Regions from separate parts of the Sus scrofa genome. Here region 2 is linked to region 1. Evidence: chromatin contacts called from public promoter capture Hi-C data. All regions are on one chromosome and are shown on one strand. Each heading gives the region's core, a stretch centred on a gene start, on an enhancer-like site or on the middle of the called end of the contact. The rest is flanking DNA. Distances are from core to core; before and after follow the strand shown.

The links. Promoter capture Hi-C pulls out the DNA fragments that hold promoters and counts their contacts.
Region 2: a promoter capture Hi-C map of liver shows a contact between it and region 1, with 4 times the contacts expected there. The contact joins the promoter of KANSL3 here to the promoter of ACTR1B in region 1. A contact is called at or near these places in 1 of 5 promoter capture datasets (liver) and 1 of 47 Hi-C or Micro-C datasets (heart right ventricle).

What each region holds. Positions count from the first base shown.
Region 1 is chr3:56,608,420-56,614,445 of Sscrofa11.1, forward strand. It overlaps ACTR1B (beta-centractin), which reads left to right and starts at 1,937. Exons shown (of 12, transcript XM_021087260.1): 1 at 1,937-2,168; 2 at 4,324-4,388; 3 at 5,550-5,625. The coding sequence starts at 2,121.
Region 2 is chr3:56,957,226-56,962,503 of Sscrofa11.1, forward strand. KANSL3 (KAT8 regulatory NSL complex subunit 3) reads left to right here and starts at 1,958. Exons shown (of 23, transcript XM_021087273.1): 1 at 1,958-2,300; 2 at 2,946-3,068; 3 at 3,071-3,209. The coding sequence starts at 2,996. It overlaps FER1L5 (fer-1-like protein 5), which reads right to left and starts at 2,355. Exons shown (of 55, transcript XM_021088398.1): 1 at 2,320-2,355; 2 at 1,803-2,075. The coding sequence starts at 2,355.

The DNA.
Region 1 (6,026 bases), core at 687-3,186:
GAATGGATAAGCAAAATGTACTATATACATACAATTGGATATAATGCAGCCTTAAAAATAAACGAAATTGTTATGTGGAGGATGGAGAGTTAGAGTTCTGGTCTCATAAGTTCCCTTTCCCATATTAAAGAATCTTGAGGAGTTCCCGTCGTGGCTCAGCAGTTATGAACCAACTAGCATCCATGAGGATGAAGTTTAGATCCCTGGCCTTGCTCAGCGGATAAGGATCCGGCGTTGCCGTGACCTGTGGTGTAGGTCCCAGACGTAGTATTGCTATGCTTCTGGTGTAGGCAGGTGGCTTCAGCTCTGATTGGACTCCTAGCCTGGGAAACTCCATATGCTGCAGGTGTGGCCCTAAAAAGACAAAAAGACAAATAAATAAACAAATGAAGAGTCTTGAATGTGGCTTATACAATCATTGGAGACATTTACACATAGAACATTCTGGACTCTGGCTTTCTTTGCTTTGACTTAGCCGTACATCCCGACTTATTTCTCATCAGATTATACAGAAATCCCTCATTATTTTAAATAGTTGCACAATGACCCATTTTATGAATGGATAGACACCAGATACAAACAAACATATCTATGACCTCAATTGCGTGAAATTCCACAATAGGCAAAACTAACCTGTGTCATTAGAATGCAGGACAGTGGTCTCCGAGGAGGAGGAAAAAGCAGTGAGCAAAAGGGGTGAGAGGTTTCTGGGTCATGCTTTGCTTTTTTTTTTTTTTTTTTTGTCTTTTCTAGGGCCGCTCCCGCAGCATATGGAGGTTCACAGGCTAGGGGTCAAATCGGAGCTCTGGCTGCCGGCCTATGCCAGAGCCACAGCAACTCAGGATCTGAGCTGCGTCTGCAACCTACACCACAGCTCATGGCAACGCCGGATCCTTAACCCACTGAGCAAGGCTGGGGATCAAACCCGCAACCTCATGGTTCCTAGTCAGATTCGTTAAGCACTGAGCCACGACGGGAACTCCCATGCTTTGTTTCTTAAATTCAGTGATGGTTATGATCTCGAAGAGACAGCAGTGAGTAATGACTTGGAGTGAGACCTTAATTTCCTGCTCCAGAATTGAACCTGGGCAGCCTAGATGAAAACCAGGTAACCTAGCCACTAGACTAACTACAGGCTAGAAGCAGAAGTGCCCTGATTCTTGCGCCCTGTTGAAAACTGAATGTTTCAAGGAGGCAAAGACTGTGAAAATAGGTATAAAGTTTGGAGTATAGGTATAATTCATTAAAATGTATACTTATGATTTCTGCACTTTTCTGCATGACGGTTGTGCTTCAATTTTACCAAATTTAATCTCACAGTCTAGTGGGAAAGTTATATAGAGATGCAAATAACCATGGCTCAGTTCGGTAGTGAATTCAGGACTCTCATCTAGCACTTATGCAGCAGTTGACTCCGGCACAATTGTAGGCTGCCTGCAGGCTAATCCCAGTTGCTGCTCCTTGATTCCCATATCTGTAAAATGGGGATAATAATAAAACTACCTGATACAGTTACTGCAAGGGTGTAATATAGTAATCTATAGAAAGTGGGTTAGAAGTCCTCCGCAAGCACGTGGCAGGTGCTCCATTAACTCAGCTACCGTTAGCACGAAACTGTAATTTTTACTAGGAAAAGGATCCTCCTCAATGCTCTATAAAGAAATGCTTTGGGTGAAATATCCAGCGCCAGCCTCCTCGGGTGCAGCGAGCTTAGGAGGAACGGAGTCTTCCTGGACAGGTGAACTCCCAACCCTCCTGACTCCGAACACGTCCTCTTTAAGAGTGGAGCCACGACGTCAACCCCACGCGGCGCAGCCTACCTTGGAAGCGCCCCTGCGGTTCTTCCGAGCGGCCTCCATTGGCTGGCCAGCACCCGGCGGCCCCGCCCCTTCGCCGGCCTCCGGCCCCAGGCGACCTGCGTCAATCCGCCCAGCTTGGAGCTATGATTGGCCGTGGGGCCGGCCCTCCAGAAAGCCCCGCGGGGCTTGCTTAAGCTGCGCGCTCTGGATGGGAGGGGCGCGGCGCAGCGTCTGTAGCCGCCTCCGTCCCCCTCCGTCTGCCCGCCCGCCGTTGGTCCCTCCAGCAGCCCGCCTGCTGGGCAGGGCCGGCCCGGCCCGGCCATGGAGTCCTACGACATCATCGCTAACCAGCCTGTGGTCATCGACAACGTGAGGCTCGGCGGCCGGGGGGAGGGCGGGCGCTCCGCCCTCAGGGACTCATGCGGCGGCACCTGCAGGGACCCCGGCCCGTCTCTGCCGCTCCTCTGGTCACTGCCCGCCTGCCACCCGCGCTGGCCGCCCGCGCCCCCACCTGGCCCTTAACCCGGGCCACGGGGCCAGACCCTCGCCAGCGTGGCAGAGCCCCAGCCAGAGCACTCCTGAGCCCGGCGGGGAGGTCAGGAGAGGCAGGAGTCCCATCCGTCTGGCGGCCCTTGGTCAGCATCTGGAGGGCTGGAGTGACAGCCGGGCAACCCGGCAGATGTGTGTCAGGCTCGGGGCGCACCCCGGACCCTTCTCAATTGACAGTGAGGTCACAGGGCAGGTCTCGACCCAGCCCCTTTACTACTCCTCAGGCTCTGACTCTGGCTGCCCCTCCTAGTGGAGGAGGAATGGCATTTGCCTTCTTGCACACCACTGGCCCCATGTTTCGGAGAGGGTTGGCCTGGTGACCTCTACAACAGCTCTTCCCAAGGGGCTGCACCCCCAGGCAGCACCTCCAGAGTGGGCAGGCCTTGCTGCACCCTTTTCCTGGGACAGGGGAAAATGTAAGCTAAGCTCTGCCGGCCACATAGCCACGGCCACCTGCCTGGCCACTTGGCTGTTTTGACCCTCTCCTTAAGTGCTCCAGGAGCCAAACAGAAGTTCCACAGTTGGCAGGGCAATGGAAAGAATTCAGGACTACTTTTCCCAGAACCCATGAGTACTTTGCAATAATTGTTTGACAACCTCAGGAGAAAGTTGCTTGGCTCCATTGTGGTCCTTCAACACTGGGGCTAAGCATGCTTCCTGGTCCACAGGAAGAAAATAAAGGACAGGGAGGGATCTGTGGCTCTGCTCCTAGCTGGGTATCTGCCCCTGGAGCCCTGGAGTTTTTGTTAATGACTCACTTTTCTTTCTTGGATCTGTCTCCCTGCCATTTGACTCCCATGTAATCCCTGAATGGCTGTCTTTTTTGGAGTACCCATGTGAGCACCCTGAGTCACTGCAGGGGATGCTTAATAAGAAAGCTGGAACTGGGCTTGGGGGATACTCTCCATCAGCCCATGGGAAGGACAGGGCCACTTCCTTTCTTGGCGGGCAAATAATCCACTTAGGCTAATCAAAAAGTTTAAGAGGGAACTGGTTTGCTCCCTCTGGGCTTCCAACCCCTCCTCTGTAACTTAGGGTTGTATATGTCTGCTCTACAGACCCCAAGGCTGGTGGTGGAGATCTCTGGGAACATGGGTTGAGATTCTGGTTCCTGCAGTGGATGGGGAGTTTCTAGATGCCAAGTTCCCTTCAAGATTCTAAGTTCCTTGGTGGTCTAGTGATTAGGATTCAGTGCTTTCAGCACTTTGGCCCAAGTTCAATCCCGAGTCTGGGAGCTGAGATCCCATGTCAAGCTACTGTACATTCTGGCCAAAAAAAAGGGGGGGGGATTCTAAATCCAGCTTCCATCCTGAAGCAGTGCAGAACCAAGTTCTCCTCTTGTAGGCTCTGGGGAAACCACTTGAGAAGTGCCAGCTGTCCCCAAGCATCCAATGATCTTCCCTGGGCCATCCTGTATGTGGTCCATGGCTGCTGACAGGAGGGGGCTGGGGACTGTTGGAGGGGAAAAAAAAAAAAAAAAAAAAAAAAAAACAGGCTTAGGGGTTGCTTCTAGCTGGGTTTGGGGAGTAGCATGTGCTGCTGTGGATTCCTCCTGCCTGGAGTGACCATGGAGCATGCAGAGGAGGGTTTGCTTCGTGGTTCCTCCATCTCCACACTAATGACATTCTGGTCTGGATCACTCTTGGTTTTGAGGGGCTGTCCTTTGCATTGTAGGATGTTTAGCAGCATCCCTGGCCTCTACCCACAAGATACCAGTAGTAGTTCCTGCTCCCCAGTCTCCAAATATGGTCAGATTTGGAGGAGGGGATGCAAAATCGCCCCCAGTTTTGAACCACTGGTGTACTTGTAAATGGCCTTGCTCTCTTGTTTTTTTGTGTTTTTTTGGCTTTGCTCTCTTGGCAGGTCCTCAGCTTCCTGCCCGGGCTGCCCTGGTAGGGCAGCAACCTTCTGCACAATGGGGCACTGCCTTCATCTGGAGGTGAATGTTGGAAGCTAAACATTATTTCTCTTTCAGGGTTCGGGGGTGATCAAGGCTGGCTTTGCCGGAGACCAGATTCCCAAATACTGTTTCCCAAACTAGTAAGTGTTGCTCAGGCAGCATCCTTAACCCTTTGGTTTGCTTCAGGGGAGAACACTGGTCACGTGTCACAGCTCTCTTGCCCCCACCTGTATGAAGGTGAAAACACTAGACTTGTGAAACACTAGATTTGAGTTCTGGAAAGAGAAGACAGGTGCTCTGGGCTCCCCCCTCCTCTTTGGACTCTGATTTTGGTCCCTCCTGGAGCCAGGAAGGAGGAGAAACCACCAGCTTTCCCTTGGGGACAGGGCGTGGTAGCAGCAGCAAGAATAAAACAATCTCCAGGAAAGAGACCTAGCCTCTGGGGAGAAAGTGCGGAGTTAATGCACAGCCACCCATTCCTCCCCAGAAATGATTTCTGATTTCTTCGGGTCTTACATGGTTTCAGACTCTAGAAAATATTGTGTTCAGACGGAGGGAGTCTTTGCCAGAATGGCACCGTGGTAGCAGAGGTAGGAGGGGGTGAAAGCCTGGCACGCTGCCCTGGCCGCTCCAGCCCATCAGGGAGCCCTCCCTCACCTGTGTCTCTTCTCAAGTCCTAGAGGCTTTTGAGTTTCCTGGCCTAAGGCCCTCAAAATAACTGGCTATAGCAAGACACAGCCAGCATGGAGCACCCAGGAGAGCTTCAGCGTTCCTTCCAGAACTCATATTGAGTGTACTTAAAGATTCCTCTTAGTGTGCAGGGAACTCAGGTCAGATGTTGAAATGAATGGTAGTTCATCCAGTCTGCCGAGAACTGCGTCTCTGTCCCGGAAGCCCTGGCAGTGGGAATGGGCAGGATTGACTGAGTGAGAAGGGCAGATGGACGAGGGAGCCACGACTCAGCTTCCTGGAGCCATCCCGCCTCAGGCTGCGGAAATCAAGAGTGCAGGCTGAGTCGTGGCTGCCAAGGCTGCCCCTCTGCCAGGGCTGGGCCAGGAAGGGCTGATGTTCCAGTGCTCTCAGCTCTCTGGGCGGTCCGGTGGGAGATGGAGGGGATGCCTTTGCTTCTGACTATGACTTCGGTCCTGCCAAGGCCTGCTGTGAAGCAGGCCTAGGTTCTGACCTTTGCCCTGAAGCTTTGGAATACACTTCCCTCTCAACCATTGGCGTTGCACTGTTTTTCCTGGACTGGGTTCAGCTATGCCCCCTGCTCTTCTCCCCGAATTTTCCTGTCTTTACAGTGTTGGGCGCCCCAAGCACATGCGGGTGATGGCTGGAGCCCTGGAAGGGGACCTCTTCATCGGACCAAAAGCAGAGGTAATACCTGTGGAGACTGCCATTGCCTGGCTTTGGGGTCCTCATTGTCCCAGGAGCTGTGCATTGGCCCATGCAGTCAAAGCTGTACCTGCAGAGAGGGCCTGGGAATCTGTTCTCTGGGGCCACCTGCTGAGCCCCCTCCAGGCTCCAGGCTCCAGCTCTGAAATACTGCACCCTGGTCCCTTTGCTCTATGACATGGGCTGTGTTCCTGTGTAGGGCAACTTAGTTAGACCACTTCACGCTCCAGAAGCTGGAAGCTACAGAGCAAAGAACTGACTAAAAAGTGACTTAAGGAATTCCCGTTGTGGCTCAGCAGATTAAGAACCTGACATAGTGGAGTTCCCTTTGTGGCTTAGCAGTCAACGAGCCTGACCAGGAATCATGAAGATGTGGGTTCGAT
Region 2 (5,278 bases), core at 708-3,207, 350 kb after region 1:
GAAAGCCTGGAGTCCTGTGTGGAGAAAATTGCTCTGAAGTTGCATCTGGGTTCAGAATGAACGGTGCTTGATTAATCATGTCTGTCATGGGCATAGAAAGAAAAACTGCAAATCAAGCAGTAAGAGTTTGAGGACTTCCTGTGTGGCTCACAACATAACTACTTGGCGTTGCTTCTGCAGTGGCTGTGGCTCAACCCCTGGCTTGGGAACTTCCATATGCCTGCTATAGAGAACACACATTGTCCTCTTGGAAACAGTCTAGAATTGTGAAATGACCACAGGTTTTGCCTCCTTTCTCTCCACTGCCTCCCCACCCTCCCCCACTTTCCTCTGGGCACCCAGGTTTGCAGGTAGCATCGCTGAGGCCTTCTAGAGCACTGTGTATCTTTCTTTGGGTTGCTCTCTGCACTCTTGTTTTCTTCAGCATTGCACGTTGGTTGTCTCACTTCACTCCTGCCCTGATGGGGCAACCAAAATGAACCAATCCACTAAGCACTCTAAATGATTGGATTTGTCCCCCATCATGTTTTCCATGTAGGGATACCTGCATTTAACCCCCTAGCCCCAGCACTGCGCACAATGGTGTAGACGGGGTGGGTGATGAATCAAATGCCACAGGGGCCAAGGAGGCCTAGAGAAGCTGGTCAGAGTGAGCATATATGCAGCCTGTATACCTGCCACACAGGAACATGAGTCCAGTGCTGCCACAGTCTCCAATTTTTTAAGAGATCTGTATATCTGGATTTTTGCATGAAATCTCCCAAATTTAAATATTTGCAGTAAATAATTAAATACATATTTGCGATGAAATAAAATTTTAAAAAAGTAGCGTGTAGGCCAAAGAAAGTGGTGTTGGGCTGTAATTGGTCCATTCACTCTCTCTCTGTAGGTCCTTAGCAACCTTTCCAATCTCTCTGCAGTGGCCTGGTCCTTTCAGCCCAAACTTAGGTGACTTCATCTTCATGATTCCACTCATATTCCCACTCTGGAAATCTTTTTCTATAAATTTCTGTTCTTATCATTCTCTCCGCCACCCAGTGAGTAAGTATTTGCACTTTCAGAGATGAAGAGGGTACACTGAGATCTCACTGGGGTCATAAAAGCAGGGAGTTAGGTGCAGGAGCTGAGATTCCAAACCTCCAGGTCTAAGCAGCACTGCTTAGGGCGATCTGGACACATCTACGCAAAGCCCTGGATAAATTTTTCTTTTATTCTATTGTTTAATATATTTTTTAGAGCAGTTTAAGGCACACAGCACTTCTTTTATTTTCGCACTTATTTTTATTGTGGTTGTTGCTTAAGTGATCTCTTCTTCTTCTTCTTTTTTTTTTTTTTTGGCCGCACCCATGGCACATAGAAGTTCCCCTGGCCAGGGATGGAACACACGCCACAGTAGTACCGGATCAGCTGCAGTGACAACGTCGGATCTTTAACCCGCTTCGCCGCAAGGGAATTCCTAACTTTTTTTTACATTTAAGTATAGTTGCTTTACAACATTGTGCTAGTTTCAGGCGCACAGTATTTGAAGTAAATACTGCACGCTTAGGTGGGACTGATCTGGGAGAAGCGGAAAGTAGGTTGCACGCCCTCCCAGCCCTGGCTAGGGACCTGGCAAAGCAACCGTGGCGGTCACTGAGAACGGACGCTGCAGAAGCCAGCCTCCTCTCTCGCCCTCGCTTTCCCTGCTGAAGATGCAGAAGGCCGAAACTCGGAATTCCGCGCTGTGAGCGGCAGAGACCCGCACGCGTTCCCGGGGCTCCTCTTCCCGCGCAGTTACATCCTCTCCCGGTTTTGCAGCTCACCGCCCCTCCCTTCCCAGGCCGTGATCCGCTTCCGCGTTTCGCTCTGTGCCCGGAGCTCCGGGGCGAGGAGGCGGTAACGCGCACGCGCGCTGGGATCCGGCCCGGGCCGAGCGCGCGGCGCGACGACTGCGGGTGAGGGGAGGCGCGGCCCTGGCAGGGGGTGGCGGGCCCCGGCGGTGGCGGCGCTGGTCTGGCGGGCGGGGGTCTCAGCGAGAACCTCCGGACTCTCCGGTCATGCGGGGACAGGGGGCTGGAGCCCGGGGCCCGGGCGGCCTGGGTCAGACGGCCGTGTGGGGCAGGGGGCGGACTGGGGTTGCCGTGACGCGGGAGCTGAGCTGGGCCCGGGCCGGCGGGAGGCGGGTTCCTGGCGGCTCCTCCTCGTCGCGAACTCTCGGTGACCTTGGCCAATTCACTCCGTCTCCTTGAGCTGGCGCCTTCGTCTGTAAAGTGTGAATTACAAGCCCTGCCTGCCAGCTGTGGCGGTTTTGAGGCTCAAGGGTGGGACCCCCCGGGGTACCTGGAGTAGCGGGCCGTTCCTGGGGGACCACCCCATCTACGGTGAGGGGGGGGGTCTTCCTGGCTTAGCATTTTGTTACAGGCTTTGAGAAGGAGCTCTCGTCTGTGTCTTAAAACTCCAGAGCGTTATGAAGTAGTTGCAAAACTTTTGCTTAACGTAGACAAGGGACCTCGAGGGCCTCCTTGGAGCCCACGTTGCCCAGCTGTTACCCAGGATGCTCTTATTTTGTGACTGGAGGCGGCCCAGTGAAGCTTCCGGGAATAGTGTGAAGCTGGAGACCCTTAGCTTTGGAAGAATCAATATTTTTGATTCCTCTTGTTTGCCCAAACCCATGCCAGCCACAGGGGAAACTGATGCTGGCCAAGCAAATTTAGTATTTGTCCATGTGAGACCTTGGAGTCCCTCAGCTTCCCAATGAACCGAATTTTGTAGAAATTGAAGAGGAAGATGGTGCCATAGCCTTTTGAGGACTCTTAGGAGCGCTCCCTACATGGGCAAGGGTCTGTGATTTGATGGATCCTCAGTTATACATGATAGAAGGTCAAAAAAGTAAGCACATTAGATAGTATAGGCTGCAAGAGATTCAGAGCATCTGAATTGACTAAAACTGAAACTTTTCACTGCAGGTGACTAGCATGCAGATAGCCATTCTCTGACCTGCTGCCCTTCTTCTGACATGGCCCACCGAGGTGGGGAGAGGGACTTCCAGACCTCAGCGCGGCGCATGGGCACCTCGTTGCTCTTCCAGCTTTCGTGCATGAGCGGGAGCTGGACCTAGTGTTTCTGGACCATAGCTATGCCAAGCCTTGGAGTGCCCACCCAGATGCCAGTAGTGCCCGCCCCACCCGCATGCTCTTTGTTACTCCCCGGAGGCAGCACGAAAGTACCATGTGAGTTTGGGCTTCTTTCTTAAGGGCTGCCATTGCCCTAATTGGACAGGGAACAGATGGTGGGGATTAAAGAGGATTTTATTGTGGGAGATTGTCTGAGGGGCTTGGATGTTAAATTCAGGCGTTGCTGTTAAGCAGCGAGCAGATAGGCCTGTATGTAGACATCTTGCATTCAGGACATCTAATGAGTTAGGAAGGCAAGATATTCAAAGGAAGGCAAACAGCCTACTGCACTTAGGTAATAGGACTCGTGTGGAAAGAGGAATTGAATAGCATTATTTAAATTGTGAAGAAAAATACCAAAGAGTTAGTTTTTAAAAATTGCCGCATAGGATTAGATTTATTCTTTTAGTCCAGACAGAGTTCCTGGCTCCAGCACTGGCAACAGTAACCTTTTTGGTAGTTCAATTTACTTTTACTGGGGTCACCTTGTTTAGGAGCATATATATATGCCCAAGACCTTGGTTTCTGTCTTAGCTTCTTACAGAACTGTCACCATAGGTTGATTTTTTTTTTGTATTTTTGGGGTCGCACCCGTGGCATCTGGAAGTTCACAGGCTAGGGGTTAAGTCACAAGTGTAGCTGCCGGCTTACAACCCAGCCACAGCAACACCGGATCCTTAACCCACTGAGTGGGGTCAGGGATCAAACCCGAGTCCTCAAGGGTACTACTTGGGTTCCTTACTTAAGCACTGAGCCATAATGGGAACTCCAACCATGGGTTGATTGTAACCCTACTTAGGCCTGGTTATATTTCAGGGTAAGGAATTTTTTCCCTAAACTTACCATGTGATATATGATACTGTGGCATGTAGAATTTCCCAGGCCAGGGATCGAACCTGTACCATAGCAGTGACCCAAGCTGCTGCAGTGACAACAGTCTTTAACTCACTGTGCCCCAAGGGAATCCCCGTTTAGCAATTCTTTTGAGCTTTAAGGTGTTCTGTTTACTTGTGTTTCAAGATTTATTGATATATTCTATACTGATCAAATCATGTCCTTAATAAATTTATAAATTTTTTTGGAGAAGAGATTGTTTTGTTTGTTTTAATTTGACCTGATGTTTAATTTTCCCTCTAGCACAGGTTTTTGGTTTGTTGGGGAGTAGAGATCTTGTGTTTTGCTTTTTTAGGTTCTCCTAGTGAGCCTTAATGAGTTAGAAATATCATGACATGTGTATTTTAAATAAATGCCTGTATAATAGAGGTTTTTATTTCATTTCCCAATGAGGGCAATGTTTTGTTGCCTTTTTTGGATGTACAGGACATGGGATCTGTGATTTAGGGAATAATCCAGTATAATCCTAATGCCTCTGGTTTAGGGCATAACTGAAGAGCTCCTTTTTGAGGTCTTTCTCTTAGATATGTAATAGCTTCTTACAAACATTGAAATTTCTATGTTCACATCTCAGGATATTTTCTTAACGTGAGAGTCTGTGGACTTGGTCATTTCAGTATTCAGAAAATTATTTCCTCTTATATCTAGGCCTTGCAAGAGGGAGTTTGGCATGTTCTAGGAACTCTTTTCAGACCATTGAGTCTGGAATGTGGTTGCAATGGGGGTATAAGTGGGAGCTAGGGGAGAAGTTGGCAGAGGCTACCTCATGTAGGAATTTTTTTTTTTTTTTTTTTTGTCTTTTTGCCTTTTCTAGGGCCGCTCCTGCGGCATATGGAGGTTCCCAGGCTAGGGGTCGAATCGGAGCTGTAGCCACCAGCCTACGCCAGAGCCACAGCAACGCGGGATCTAAGCCGTGTCTGCAACCTACACCACAGCTCATGGCAACGTCGGATCCTTCACCCACTGAGCAAGGCCAGGGATCGAACCCTCAACCTCATGGTTCCTAGTCGGATTCGTTGACCCCTGGCCACGACAGGAACTCCTCGTATAAGAATTTGATTCTAAGAGTGGTAATAAATTATTGAAAGATTTTAAGCTAGAGATTGGATTTATATTTAAAAAAGATCACTACATTTTTATTGAATAGGTGACAGTGCAGGAGTGGAATAGAGAAGACCTGCTGGGATACCATTGTGGTGGTCAGGGCCAGAAATCGTGATATGCCTGATGGG